Linked DNA regions of Zea mays: region 1 is linked to region 2. A link is a contact called in public Hi-C data. All regions are on one chromosome and are shown on one strand. The core of a region is the stretch at or near the end of the contact, and the rest is flanking DNA. Distances in the headings are between cores, read along the strand shown. Region 1 holds the start of LOC100278008. Region 2 holds the start of LOC100275489.

Evidence for each region. Hi-C and Micro-C count contacts between places; a contact is called where the count stands out from the background.
Region 1: a contact with region 2 is called in a Hi-C map of endosperm, with 2.9 times the contacts expected there. The contact joins the promoter of LOC100278008 here to the promoter of LOC100275489 in region 2. A contact is called at or near these places in 4 of 25 Hi-C or Micro-C datasets (bundle sheath, ear, endosperm and 1 more) and 1 of 3 datasets of contacts at active chromatin or transcription factors (leaf).

What each region holds. Positions count from the first base shown.
Region 1 is chr9:10,303,439-10,309,414 of Zm-B73-REFERENCE-NAM-5.0, forward strand. LOC100278008 reads right to left here and starts at 2,590. Exons shown (of 3, transcript NM_001151010.2): 1 at 2,460-2,590; 2 at 2,168-2,332; 3 at 1,605-2,042. The coding sequence starts at 2,486. The coding sequence ends at 1,797. LOC103637903 (putative transcription elongation factor SPT5 homolog 1) reads left to right here. Exons shown (of 22, transcript XM_008660913.3): 17 at 140-209; 18 at 390-444; 19 at 552-660; 20 at 776-919; 21 at 1,007-1,104; 22 at 1,180-1,517. The coding sequence ends at 1,422.
Region 2 is chr9:10,676,699-10,683,361 of Zm-B73-REFERENCE-NAM-5.0, forward strand. LOC100275489 reads right to left here and starts at 2,360. Exons shown (of 3, transcript NM_001149551.2): 1 at 2,045-2,360; 2 at 1,857-1,942; 3 at 277-1,169. The coding sequence starts at 2,257. The coding sequence ends at 713.

The DNA.
Region 1 (5,976 bases), core at 1,340-3,839, 370 kb before region 2:
ATTTGTTGCAATGAACAAGAGAACCTAAGCTGTGACCTCAAATCAAGCATACGTACCATAATAAGCTTTCAATGAGAATCTATATTGGCATCATCTGTTCCATGCATTCAGTATGTCATTCATTTTGCGTTTGCTACAGCAACACCAATACATGATGGAATGCGGACTCCCATGCGAAGTCGAGCCTGGGCTCCTATGAGTCCTCCAAGGTTGTAATTTTTTTCCACAATGATTTTTTTTATCGATGTATCCTGGAACTAGGGTTGGGTCTGCTTGGGACAAAAAGATGATTTCTTTGTTCCAAACAGCAGCTTGCTGTTTACTTTTGTATTTGGACTCGAAAGGTAGACATTGATATATGGTTTGTTATTGTGTTGGTCATTTACCAGGGACAATTGGGAAGATGGAAATCCTGCTACTTGGGGTAGCAGTCCAGCTTACCAGGTTAGGTTCTGCTGCTCCTGTCCTATTCCTTATTTACTTTTTAGTAACTTGTTTTGTCCAGATGTGTAACTCCTACGTGTATTCTTGCGATTATCCAAACTTTTCAGCCAGGAACCCCACAAGCTCGGCCATATGAAGCCCCCACACCTGGATCGGGGTGGGCAAATACTCCAGGAGTTAGTTTCAATGACGCTCCTACTCCCAGGGATAACTATGGTATAGAAATCTATTTGATTATTTATTCAGTGTACTATTGTAACTATGCGTTTATTCTGTATTGTGTGGATACTTACGCGAATGATGCTATTTTTTCCACATTCTGATCTCTTAGCAAATGCCCCAAGTCCATACGTGCCTTCCACACCTGTTGGTCAACCAATGACGCCAAACTCAGCCTCGTACCTTCCAGGCACACCTGGTGGTCAACCAATGACCCCAGGCAATGCTGGGATGGATATGCTGTCCCCAATAATAGGTGTGCTGTTGTGATCACTATGTTCTCAGATTTTAATGTGCTGCTGTGCTTTTATAGATATCTAACCATGTGGCGCAATGCCTGCAGGTGGTGATGGTGAAGTTGCATGGCTGTTGCCGGATGTTTTGGTCAATGTGTTGAGGGGAGGTGATGACGGCCCTGGCGTGGTTAGGGAAGTACTCGGGGTACGTGTGTGGTGGACTAGAAAATTGTGTTGAGTTTCATCCAGCGCCATTGCTCATGTGCACTTCAACTTACAGGATGGATCTTGCCGGGTTGCACTTGGGTCGTCGGGCAACGGTGACGTGGTGACGGTCCTTGCGAACGAGGTCGAGGTCATCAGGCCGAAGAAGAGCGACAGGATCAAGATATTGAACGGCAATTTCCGTGGGTACACAGGAAAGCTCATAGGTATAGATGGTTCTGACGGAATAGTGAGGCTTGACGAAACATACGAAGTTAAGATCTTAGATATGGTGATTTTGGCCAAACTGGCCACTTAAGATCTTAGATGTATATGTTGTAACGTGTCCGTCATAGAACGTATTCTGTAACAATGCCCTCGTTTGCAATAAAGCTTTGCTTATTTGCACCATCATTTTCGATTTTCTGCAGCTCTTTGTTCTGCTTGAGGGACTTTTCGTTGAAACGCATGTCACAAATCGAACTATAAGTTGTAACATATGAAAAAGGAAATATCGAACTGCATTTCTATGGCGTTCTTTACTAAGGTCCTGTAACTTTTATATCCGATCTTTACACAAGAACAAAAAACTCCCTATCCCTTTTCAGTCACATAAATAAGAATAGTCAAAATGGCAAGCGTTATATTCTCGAGCAAGCAAGCGGCGAAAAGCCGTGATATCGCTCGTGGGCTTCAGTAATTCTTGGTGAGAGTCTCCCCGACGACGTCCTGCCTGCACTGCTGGAACACCTGCAGGATGTTGCGGTAGGGGCTGCTCCTGGACGACGGCGAGGCGGTGCCGGAGCGGTGGCGCTTGCTGCTCGACGGCCGCGATTCCGGGCTGAGCGCTTCGTCCGCCTCTCGCGCAGGCCGCTCCATCTCCGGCGCAGCGTCCTTCCACAGAGTCTCCAGGAACGACTCCTTCAGCGCCCCATCGACCTGATGATCAGACAAGCAAAACGACGTTTCGTCTTCAGTTGCGGCCGATGGCGGAAGCAGACCGCGCGGCGTGGGAGTCGAATCGAATCGAGGGGGGAATGGGGGATTGGAATTGAATCGCTCACCGTAAGAGGGCAGAACTCCGGCATGGGCCACGCAACGGGCCCGCCTTCGTCGGGAGGCTCCGGCAGGGGTTCCACGGGCGCCATCTCATCTTCCATCCTTGCGTCCGCGACGCCGACGCTGCCCCCGTAGACGACGGCGTCGCCTGCAGCCGCCTCGACCTTATCCTGCGCTCGCAAACAAAGATCACCCATGGTCAGCAAATACCAGGGAGGGCAACGGCGACCCTATCGATCGCGCACGCGGGGACAGACGGCCGGAAAGAGGCGAGGCCGAGGGTTCGATTCCGGGTACCATGAAGCTCGCGCTAGCCTCCACCATCCGATCCCCACCCCGCTTCGCCTCGGATTCCGAGAACGTATCGGCGCCTTGCCTTCCCCCTCCGGTCGATGCTCGAGGCGGGGAGAGGGGGTTCGAGTTTGAAATGGGGGAGAGCGCAACGGCCGCGTATATTATGGGATGGGAAATGGCCAAATGGGGGACATCTGGGAGCAGATGTGGGGATTTTGGGAAAACGCAACGGTTACTTTTTGGGCCGTGCCAGAAGGAGAAGCCCGCTCGCGGGTTTGTCGAGGTGGATCCGATTTGGGGGCCAGCCGGCCAGGTGAGGGGATCAGTGAAAAGGTGAAGGACGGAATCACGGAACCATCTAAAAATTCATATGCAAGACATAGCTATAGATTTCTAAAAATCTGGTTCTAGATATGAACGGACCATAATAACTCTAGAAATCTGGAGAATATGAGGTAGGAGATGATTCCGAATTGAATTAGATAAATCTATAGATTTTTAATCTATTCCGTTGTTGTACCAGTTTAGTTGATATTTTAGATTTTTGGCAGCAAATCTAGTTTAGAAAGCCGAACCAAACACAAATTTAATAAGTCTGCGTGTGTGTTTGTATTACTGGACTAAAGTCTAGTTTGGGATATCAGATGTTTTGATAGAAATTTAAAAGTTTAAACGTTAGCTAATTATAAAACTAATTGTTTATGTCACGAGACAAACTTATTAAGACTAATCTGTACTATACTTAAAGCATCAGTTTCAACGGTCGTCCTGTGTCAACTTTTTACAAAAAAAAGTCTATACATTTCTTCTAAATCAACTCAGCGTAAAATGTTAAAAAACGGTACAAAAGGTGGGTGGGGTTTAAACCCACACCCTGATAGAAGAATGGTGTGGGACACTGGGCGAAGCTGTCTAACCAGTAGAACATCATGCTCAGATGTTTATAATATTGAATATAAATTGTACATAATGTATATATATTTTTTTTGTAAAATAAAAAAATAATCGCGTTGGGCCACCTCATTCTCGGCAAAGGGCGTAGGAGCATGCGCCTCCTCCCCGTATTCGTCCGACACCAGCCCCGACATCGACTCACGCAATGGCTATTGCACGACCACAAGGATGTTTCACATCATGTGCGCACCATCGTTTTCGCCATCGTCGGACGTCCCGTTCGTCTTCCCGGCCTTCGCCCGGTTCTTCCTCCCCAACCTGCTGCCCCGCCCACGGTCGCAGCCGCTCGCCGACGCGGGTATGGGGCGAGTCAGTCATGCTTCTGGCCTTTCTCCGTGCGTGCCGTCGAGGAGGACATGGTGGCGCCTGCCACGCTTAGGTTATCTTGGCGATGAGGAGTACAGGTCTGAGATATTGGACAACCAAGGCCCGTAGCGTGACAACAGTCAGCATATGCTACGGAGTTGGTGGTGGTGTTGTGTCGCTTCGGCGGGTCTAGGACTGGGAAGACACTCGTATTCTCTCGCCCTTGTCGGATTGACGCCTGGTGCGGGTGCCTCTCGGTTTAGAGCTGCTCCGGCTGGGCTTATTTCTCCACTTGCGTGCTCTCTCCCTATATGTCTAGCAGTATACTACCTATGCCGTCTCCAGATGCCCATGTCTTAGTTGTGTCCTTCTTCGGCAACGAGTATGTGCGCCTCTTCGCTTCCCCTCCTGCTCTACGAAACCTTGGAAGTGGGGAGGCGAGGGATAGGGGTCTCTGATTTGCTGTCTATGGTACCCTTGCGTTCATAAAAATTATTAAGCGAAGAGCGAACATAATCAATAAAAAATTTTGAGATCTTTTTGGTGGATAATTTACGTAGGTATTGTTGTGAGCAGTCGCAACACACGGGTAACAGACTAGTTAATCCATAATTAGCACATGTTTAATTCGTGAGTAAATCGTGGATTAATTAAACTTAATATATTTGTCTCACGAATTAGCCATGATTTATACGGTTAGTTTTATAACTAGGTTATGTTTAGTCATTATTATCGGTATCTAAAATTTGATACGACTCAACTAAAGGTTAAACCTAAAGATCCAAATAGCCTCTAGGTTTGGGCTTCACATTCTTGATATTCCTGGACATGATATTTGCGGTTCGCCAGTAGCTCCCATACACATTCGGCCATTCCTTCCGCGGATTGGAAGCCGGCGCATGAAACAATAATACTAGAAAGTTCCATGGGCCGAGAATGGACTTCGGGCCTCTAGTGTTCATGAGCTCTCTCTCGTTCGTGCCTAGAGGTGCAGCCCATAGTCCCGCATTTCTCATCGGATTGACGCGGACGCGGATGAGATGCTGCGAGGCTTTCCGATCCCGGGAGGACCACCACAGGCCACAGCTACAGGGAGGACTGGGGACGGACTTAACGCGGAGAGGGTACGGTGGCTACGGAGGGGCGGACACTCTACGGAGCTTAGGTCCTTTTTTTTTTGGAACAATCCATTTTTTTAAGAAATCGGTTTTTTAGTTTTTAACTAGCAGAGGCGAGCTTCTTAAATTTTAAGAAACCGGAAATCTAATTTCTACAAATTAAGACATAAATTGATATGTTTGGAACCAACTCAATTTTTTATAAATCAGTTTCTTAAAAACTAGGTGGTTCCAAACATGCCCTTACTCATACACGATAGATCCTTGTTTAGGGGGTATTTGTAATGGCTCCAAATTCCAGCTCCAATATAGAGTTGTAGTTTATAATATCAATTTAAATAGTTTTAAAAATATTTTTAATCTAAATAATAAATAAAATAACTTATTTAAATGTCATCTAAAAGCTTAAAACTTCAACTCCCCGATTTTATGGAGCATTTAATGACCTGCTCCACTAACTTCACCAAATTTTTTAGAGCTGGAGTTGTCTCAAACAAAGCTTTAATATTAACGACATGTCTGCGATAGTTTTTTTTTAAAAAAAGTGAATTTAAATATATAGGACTTATCATGAAACAGTTTGAATTTAGGATTCATTAGCATACTGTTTAGATACATAACAGTTTCGGATGCATGAAACGGAGGTTTTGCTGAAATAGCCTATTTTGTTTGCTATATCTATATTTTTTATATACTACATGCGTTCTAATAAAAAAATGATCTTTTCTAAAAAATGCAATATTTTGATACAAATACTCATGAGCACTCAAAATTAGTGCACAAGATACCTAAAGAATTAATATTTGTCTTTAACAACATTTCAATACTATTATGATTGTCCATACATAAAGGTAATTAAATATTAAATAACGACTAGTTTTTTCGTTACATGATAGTTTCATTGTCATCTTCCACATCAATCACCTCTTTTTGCTTCGTATCACCAATCGTCATGTTTTCCTCGCATTGATGAATTGTATACTTCTCACATCATCTAGGTTGTCATCTTTATCTTGAGAGCCACTTGATTTATCAGAGTTAACATTATGAACTTCAATTATAACGTAAATTTTGTTGTATATTTGTCAGTGTCCTTGGGTACAGGTACCCCGTGCGCTATAGCTTAACCAGCCAACGCGGAG
Region 2 (6,663 bases), core at 1,110-3,609:
CAATTCAACATGAGTTATGTTGGCTAGAGGATGGAAGGCTAGGCATTCTACTCAATAGATCCGAGGTTCGATTTCTAGGCATTAATGGTTTAATTTTTTTTTCTGCGTGGAAAACTGGTGTGCGGGATTGGACGGCTGAGATCGCAGAATGGCATAACACAAAAAGCCAGGACCGACAACCAACACTACAGTACTGCTGCTGCCACTGTACCGGGTTAGCAAAATACAGTAGTTTTGATGAGGAAACAAAAAAACAAAAGAGGGAACATGTGGGGGGAATTCGAAAAGGTGTGCCCGCCCGTAGCGTTATTGATTGATTGATTGCATGAATCCCAGCTTGCAGTTCTCCGTTTCTCTACATTTTTTCATGCTCGCCGCCTCCAGCAATTTTTTACACCCCCCAAGTTGCACCGATGAATGATACAAGTTGCGCGGAACTAACTCGCATATGTGTATTGTATATATATATAGCCGCAATAATTCTGGCACGGCGTCGGTCGGCAGCAGAGACAGAGAGCGAGAGACCCACCACGCCACGAACGCCGGGTCGCTTCACTGTGCGTCCATGCCATGCCACCGCCGACATCCAAACTCCCACGAAACGCGGCGGGCGAGGGTTCACATCGCCCGACGAGCGACGACCACCACCGCCACCCACACCGATCGGACGATACGAAAGAGTTCCGCAGTCCCGACCCGCCTAGCTAGCCTGCTAGCAGCCCGGCAGGCTGGGGCCCTCGGCCTTGGGCAGCGGCGGCGCCGTGGCGATGGCGGCGGCGGCCCCGTGCTCGGTGCGCCCGAGCCGGCCCACGCCGCCGGCGGCGGCGCCACGGGCCAAGGCGGCACCCGCCGCGGTCCGCGTGCGGCCCTTGCCGAGGTGGTGCTCGCAGAGCGAGTAGCCGACCAGCGTCGGCTGGCTGCACCGCCACCCGCGCCCGTTCACGCGGCTGCACCGCGACCCCTCCAGCAGCACCGCGGGGCCGCGCCGCTTCTTGCCGGCGGCCTGCTGCTGCTTCCTCCCCTCGTCCTTGGAGGCCGCCGCCACGGCCACGGGCGGCGCCGGCGCCGGCGCGGCGGGATGCACGGAGCCGTTGCTCGTCTCCCGTCGTGCCTCCGCCTCCGCCTTCACCGCCGCCGCCGCCGGATCGTAGCCGTTCACCGCACTGATTCTGCAGAGCGCAAACACATGTCCGCCCGTACGGGAGTGGTGATTCCAATGCGAGCCACGTAGACAAGACGTAGGTAAGTAATGTTATTGATATGAATGAATAGTTCAGTTCTGGTGGTGGTGGTGGTAACGTGTGCCGCGCGGGCGAGATCACGCGTGGGTGCAATGCAAGTGCAACCAAGACCGCTAGGCGCTGCTAATAGGCTTCGCTGTGATCGACAACAAGTAGGCAGCACCCCCAAAGTGTCGAGCAGCGACCAAAGCCAAGAGGGGTCGGCCGGCCGTCGGCATGGGGGCATGGGCATGGGCTAGGGGAGCAGAGCAGGAATCATGTCATGCGCCGGATGGATCATGGTCATGGTCATGGCCATGGGAGGACGTGCCCACACTACACTACACTACACTACAGCTACAGGGGTGTTTTGTCTGACACTGGCTGACTGCAGTGGGGAGGACAGGTGGTGCACTAAAATAAAACTGGATCGACCCATGGACTCCCTCCCTCCCTACCTCATGGGTCAAGCTGGCATGGCATGGCATCGCATCGCACACTATGGAACAGTACAGCTGAGCAGGTACTGAGGAAGGAGATCAAAAGCAGGAGAACCTATCGTGCCGTCAGAATTAGCAAAGTTGCTACCATTCTCTCTTCTTTCCGTGTGCAGCTGCTTATATATAATCCGCGTACCTCATGCGGCCATCAGCAGCGCCACGCGGTGCGCCCAAGCTCCTGCCGCCGCGATCCACCACCAGCACGGCCGCCGCATTGTCGTCCTGCGGAGTCGGCAGCCACGGGAGAGCAACAACGGCCTCAGCTAGATCTAGCTAGTCACCATCTCCTCCATGAACCCGGTCCTTGGAAACACACAGACATACCTGCGGCAATGCCATGCGCCTGCTGGCTCCAGATTCGTGCGCGAGATCCGCGCTCGCACGCAGCATCCTGGCCTCGCGATCCTCGTCCTCGCCCTCGCCCTCGCCTGCCAGCAGCCACCCGCGGTTCCTCGCGGCATTCGGCGGCGGGATCTGCGGCGCGGTGGATGCGGCCAGATCTGAGGCGGCGGGCTGCGGCCGCCGCCTGATCCTCATGGGCGACAGGCAGAGAGGGGAGAGGAGGCCTGGATGGGAGAGAGAGAGAGAGAGGAGAGAGGGGAGGGGCAGGCAGCCGGGTAAGGGTGGAGTGGAGATGGAGATGGAGATTTGGGGGGGATGGTGCAAATTAAAGTGCGAGGGCTTTTGGTTCCGCCTTGCCTTTTATGCCGCCTCCCTCATGCTTCCGCATTTATTTATGGGGATGCAGATGCAGTGATGAGTTTTAGAATAGTGCTAGACGGTGCAGTTTTCGGCACTGCCTGCTGCCTGCTGGCTTGGCCTTGGCTTAGCCGGGCGGGCAAGACATGCGATGCGCGCGCCCCGCAACAGCGAGCACCGGACGCCGTCGCCCGGGCCCTCGGATCAGGCAGGAACCGGAGGCGGACGGCCTGGAGCTGCGGCGCATGTTAAAGCTTGGCGAAATTTATTCGCCGTTTTTTAACAGAAATCACACAGCGTTTTGAATACTAGACTAGATTATCCAAACAAAGCCGCATGAGTTGGAGAAACAGTCAGATCAGGGGTGGGGCGGGGGCGGTGGTTTAGTCAGACGGAGCAGTGGCGAAGTACTGGGGGGGCGGGGGCGAACAGGGGAGTAAAGCGAAGGTTGGGGCGCTGTCAGGGGGGAGCATGTGTGGTCGACGCGTCCAGCTTTTGGGCAGCAGGGAGGAAAGGAAGAAGCCCAGTGGCAGTGACGACGACGGATCATTTCGACTCGCCGGGCGGGCACTGGACGGTCAGTTGGCGCCCCATATATAGACGCCGCCGCGTCGTGGGGGGCATTTCCGTCCCGGTGCTAGCAGGCTCGCTCGACCCATGGCGCGGCTGGATCTGGATCCGTCCAGATTTGCACAGTTTGCATGGCTGGGCTAACGGATCGAGCCGAAGGAGGGCACGGAACACGGCAAGATTGCCGCTCTGGTGCTTGCGTTGCGAACTGGCATCTCTCCGTCCCAGACTCCCAAGTACAGCGTGAATACCTGCCATTTGCCAATGCCGCACGGCACGAGGGAGGAGGAGCGGACGATATGGGCCAAATTAAGGAGCTGCGCAGAAGAGGCCCTTCGTGGGCTGAGGCCTGAGGCACACTGCTCCTTGGGCCCATTGACATGCTACAGAGTCAGAAAGCATTCAGCACGAACAGCTCGCAGATCATCGAAGCATATTAGGATGAAGAACAGCTTCGAGCCATTCGGTAAGACACTTAGACACAGCTCTCAAATCGCCGGCACGATCGAACAGCTTGCTAGAATCAGTGCATCTAGCGGCATTTAAGTAACCATTTTTAAACTTTTAAATTCTTCTCTCTATAGTAGGCTAAACCCTTCTTCTCTTTTATAGTAGGAAATACTTATCATAAATCTGCACTCAATCGCATTTTTGATCGGCAAAAAAAACGAAATATCTTAGTTTTATACCTTTGCTTTAAGCACATATTTTTTGTTTTTTCTTCTTCTTTATTTTGTTATGTTCAGCACTTATGGTCATCACCGTCCTTTTTTTTATGTGTTGGAAACTGAACCCATACCCTAACCAGGGATGGGGAGTAGTATTAATAGAGTAGTAACTGGGCCAGGCCCATTACAGAGAGGGGTGAGACGGTAATTACAACTCAAACCCTAGACTCCTAGACGGGTAGTCTAACACCCCCCCGCAGTCACAACTCTATCCTGTACAGATGTTGAGACTGGATCGAAAGTCTAGAAATACACTCGACGGTAGGCCCTTGGTGAAGATGTCGGCGAACTGCAGCGTGGTGGGGACGCTGAGAACACGAACGTCACCGGCAGCGACACGCTCGCGGACGAAGTGAAGGTCGATCTCGACGTGCTTCGTGCGCTGATGCTGCACGGGGTTGGTGGAGAGGTAGACCGCACTGACGTTGTCGCAGTAGACGAGTGTGGCGCGCTGAAGAGGACTGTGAAGCTCGTGGAGGAGCTGGCGCAGCCAGGAGGCCTCGGCCACACCGTTTGCCACGGCACGGTACTCGGCCTCAGCGCTGGAGCGAGAGACGACGGGCTGCCGCTTGGCGGCCCAAGAGACGAGGTTGGCGCCCAGGAACACGGCGTAGCCGGAGGTGGACCGGCGCGTGTCAGGACAGCCAGCCCAGTCAGCGTCGGTGTAGACCACGAGCTCCGACGTCGGGGATGGGCGGAGTAGGAGGCCGTAGTCGAGGGAGCCGCGGAGGTAGCGTAGAATCCGCTTGAGCGCAGTGAGATGGGGCTCCCGCGGAGTGTGCATATGCAGGCACACCTGCTGGACAGCGTAAGCGATGTCGGGCCTGGAGAACGTGAGGTACTGGAGCGCGCCGGTGAGGCTCCGGTATGACGTCGCGTCGGCGACCGGAGGCCCGTCGTCCTCAGAGAGCTTCGCCTGAGTGTCGACAGGCGTGGAGCAGGGCTTGCAGTCAGACATGCCAGCCCGCTCCAGGATGTCGATGGCGTACTGGCGCTGGTGGAGGAAGAGACCCTGAGGCCGACGTTCGGCGGTGATGCCGAGGAAGTGGTGGAGGGGCCCCAGGTCCTTCATCGCGAACTCCCGCTGGAGGGCGACGATCGTGCGGTGTAGAAGGTCGGCGGTGGATGCCGTGAGCACAATGTCGTCGACGTAGAGCAGGAGATAGACGGTGTCGTCGCCGCGCCGGTAGATGAACAGGGACGTGTCCGACTTGGCCTCGACGAAGCCGATGGAGGCTAGGTAGGAGGCAAAGCGACTGTACCAAGCCCGTGGCGCCTGCTTGAGGCCGTACAGGGACCTGTTCAGCCGGCAAACCAGATCCGGACGGTCAGCGTCGACGAAGCCGGTGGGCTGGCTGCAGTAGACAGTCTCCGTCAGAGTGCCATGGAGGAAGGCATTCTTGACATCGAGCTGATGGATCGCCCAGTCGCGGGAGAGGGCGAGGGAGAGGACGGCGCGAACAGTGGCGAACTTGACGACAGGGCTGAAGGTCTCGTCGTAGTCCACTCCGGGGCGCTGGGTGAAGCCCCGAAGGACCCAACGGGCCTTGTAGCGGTCGAGGGAGCCGTCCGAGGTCAGCTTGTGGCGAAATAGCCACTTGCCGGTGACCACGTTGGTGCCTGGTGGACGCGGCACCAGGTCCCAGGTGTGGTTGGCCAAGAGGGCCGCGTACTCCTCCTCCATAGCACGACGCCAATGTGGGTCGGCGAGGGCAGTGCGAACGGAGGAGGGTACCGGGGAAGCGTCGGGTGGAGTGCTAGTCGTAGTAGCTGCCAGTATTAGCCGGTCGACGGGGCGGAGAACGCCAGCAGCGCGCCGAGTCACCATCGGATGGACGTGCCCGGGGTCGCGGTGGATGGCGACCGGGTGGTATACGGACGACTCGGAGTGAATCGCCGGGACGTCGGGAGCGGCTGGTGGGGCCGGCTCACGGCGGTGATAGACGACGGCGGGGTCGGCGAATCGGGCCGCGCTCGTTGACGGGCCCGAGTCGGGGGGCGCCGATGTAGTGGCGTGGCCGCGGCGATGGTAGACGAGGGCGGGGTTGGCGAATCGAGCCGGAGTCGACGGGGCCGCGCGTGGCGCAGGCGGGGTCGGCGGGGCCGCGCGTGGCGTGGGCAGGATCGGCGGGACCGCGCGTGGCGCAGGCGGGGTCGACGGGGCCGCGCGTGGCGCGGACGGGGTCGACGGGGCCGCGCGTGGCGCGGACGGGGTCGACGGGGCCGCGCGTGGCGCGGAAGAGGTCGTGGGGGCCGCACGAGGAGCAGGTAACGGCGCAAGACGGGGAGCCGGAGGTGGGGGAGGAATCGGATCGGACTCGAGGAGGGAGTCAAGATCGGTGGGTGGGGTGGAGCTAGCAAGGGGAAACACATCTTCATCAAAGATGACATGACGAGAGATGATGATGCGGTGGGAGGTGAGGTCCAGACACCGGTACCCCTTATGGTCAGGGGAGTAGCCAAGGAATAGACAGCGGGTGGAGCGAGGAGAAAGCTTATGTGGAGCGGTAGCGGAAGTGTTAGGGTAGTAGGCACAGCCGAACACGCGAAGGTGGTCATAGGAAGGGGTTGTGCCGTATAGGGCGAAGTGAGGGGTAGGGTGGCGTACCGCCTTCGAGGGAAGACGGTTCAGGAGGTGGGTGGCAGTGTGCAGGGCCTCTGCCCAGTAGGTGGCAGGGAGAGACGCCTGAAAGAGAAGGCAGCGGATCATGTTGGTGGTGGTGCGAATCATGCGCTCGGCCCGGCCGTTCTGAGCAGAGGTGTAGGGACACGAGAGACGCAACTGGACGCCGTGAGTGAGGAAGAAAGAGCGGGAGGCGTTGTTGTCGAACTCGCGGCCATTGTCGCACTGCAGGGCACGGACCGGGCGCCAGAACTGGGTGGATACCCAGGCGAAAAAGTGAGTGAGGGTGGTAAACGTGTCGGACTTCAGCCGAAGGGGGAAAG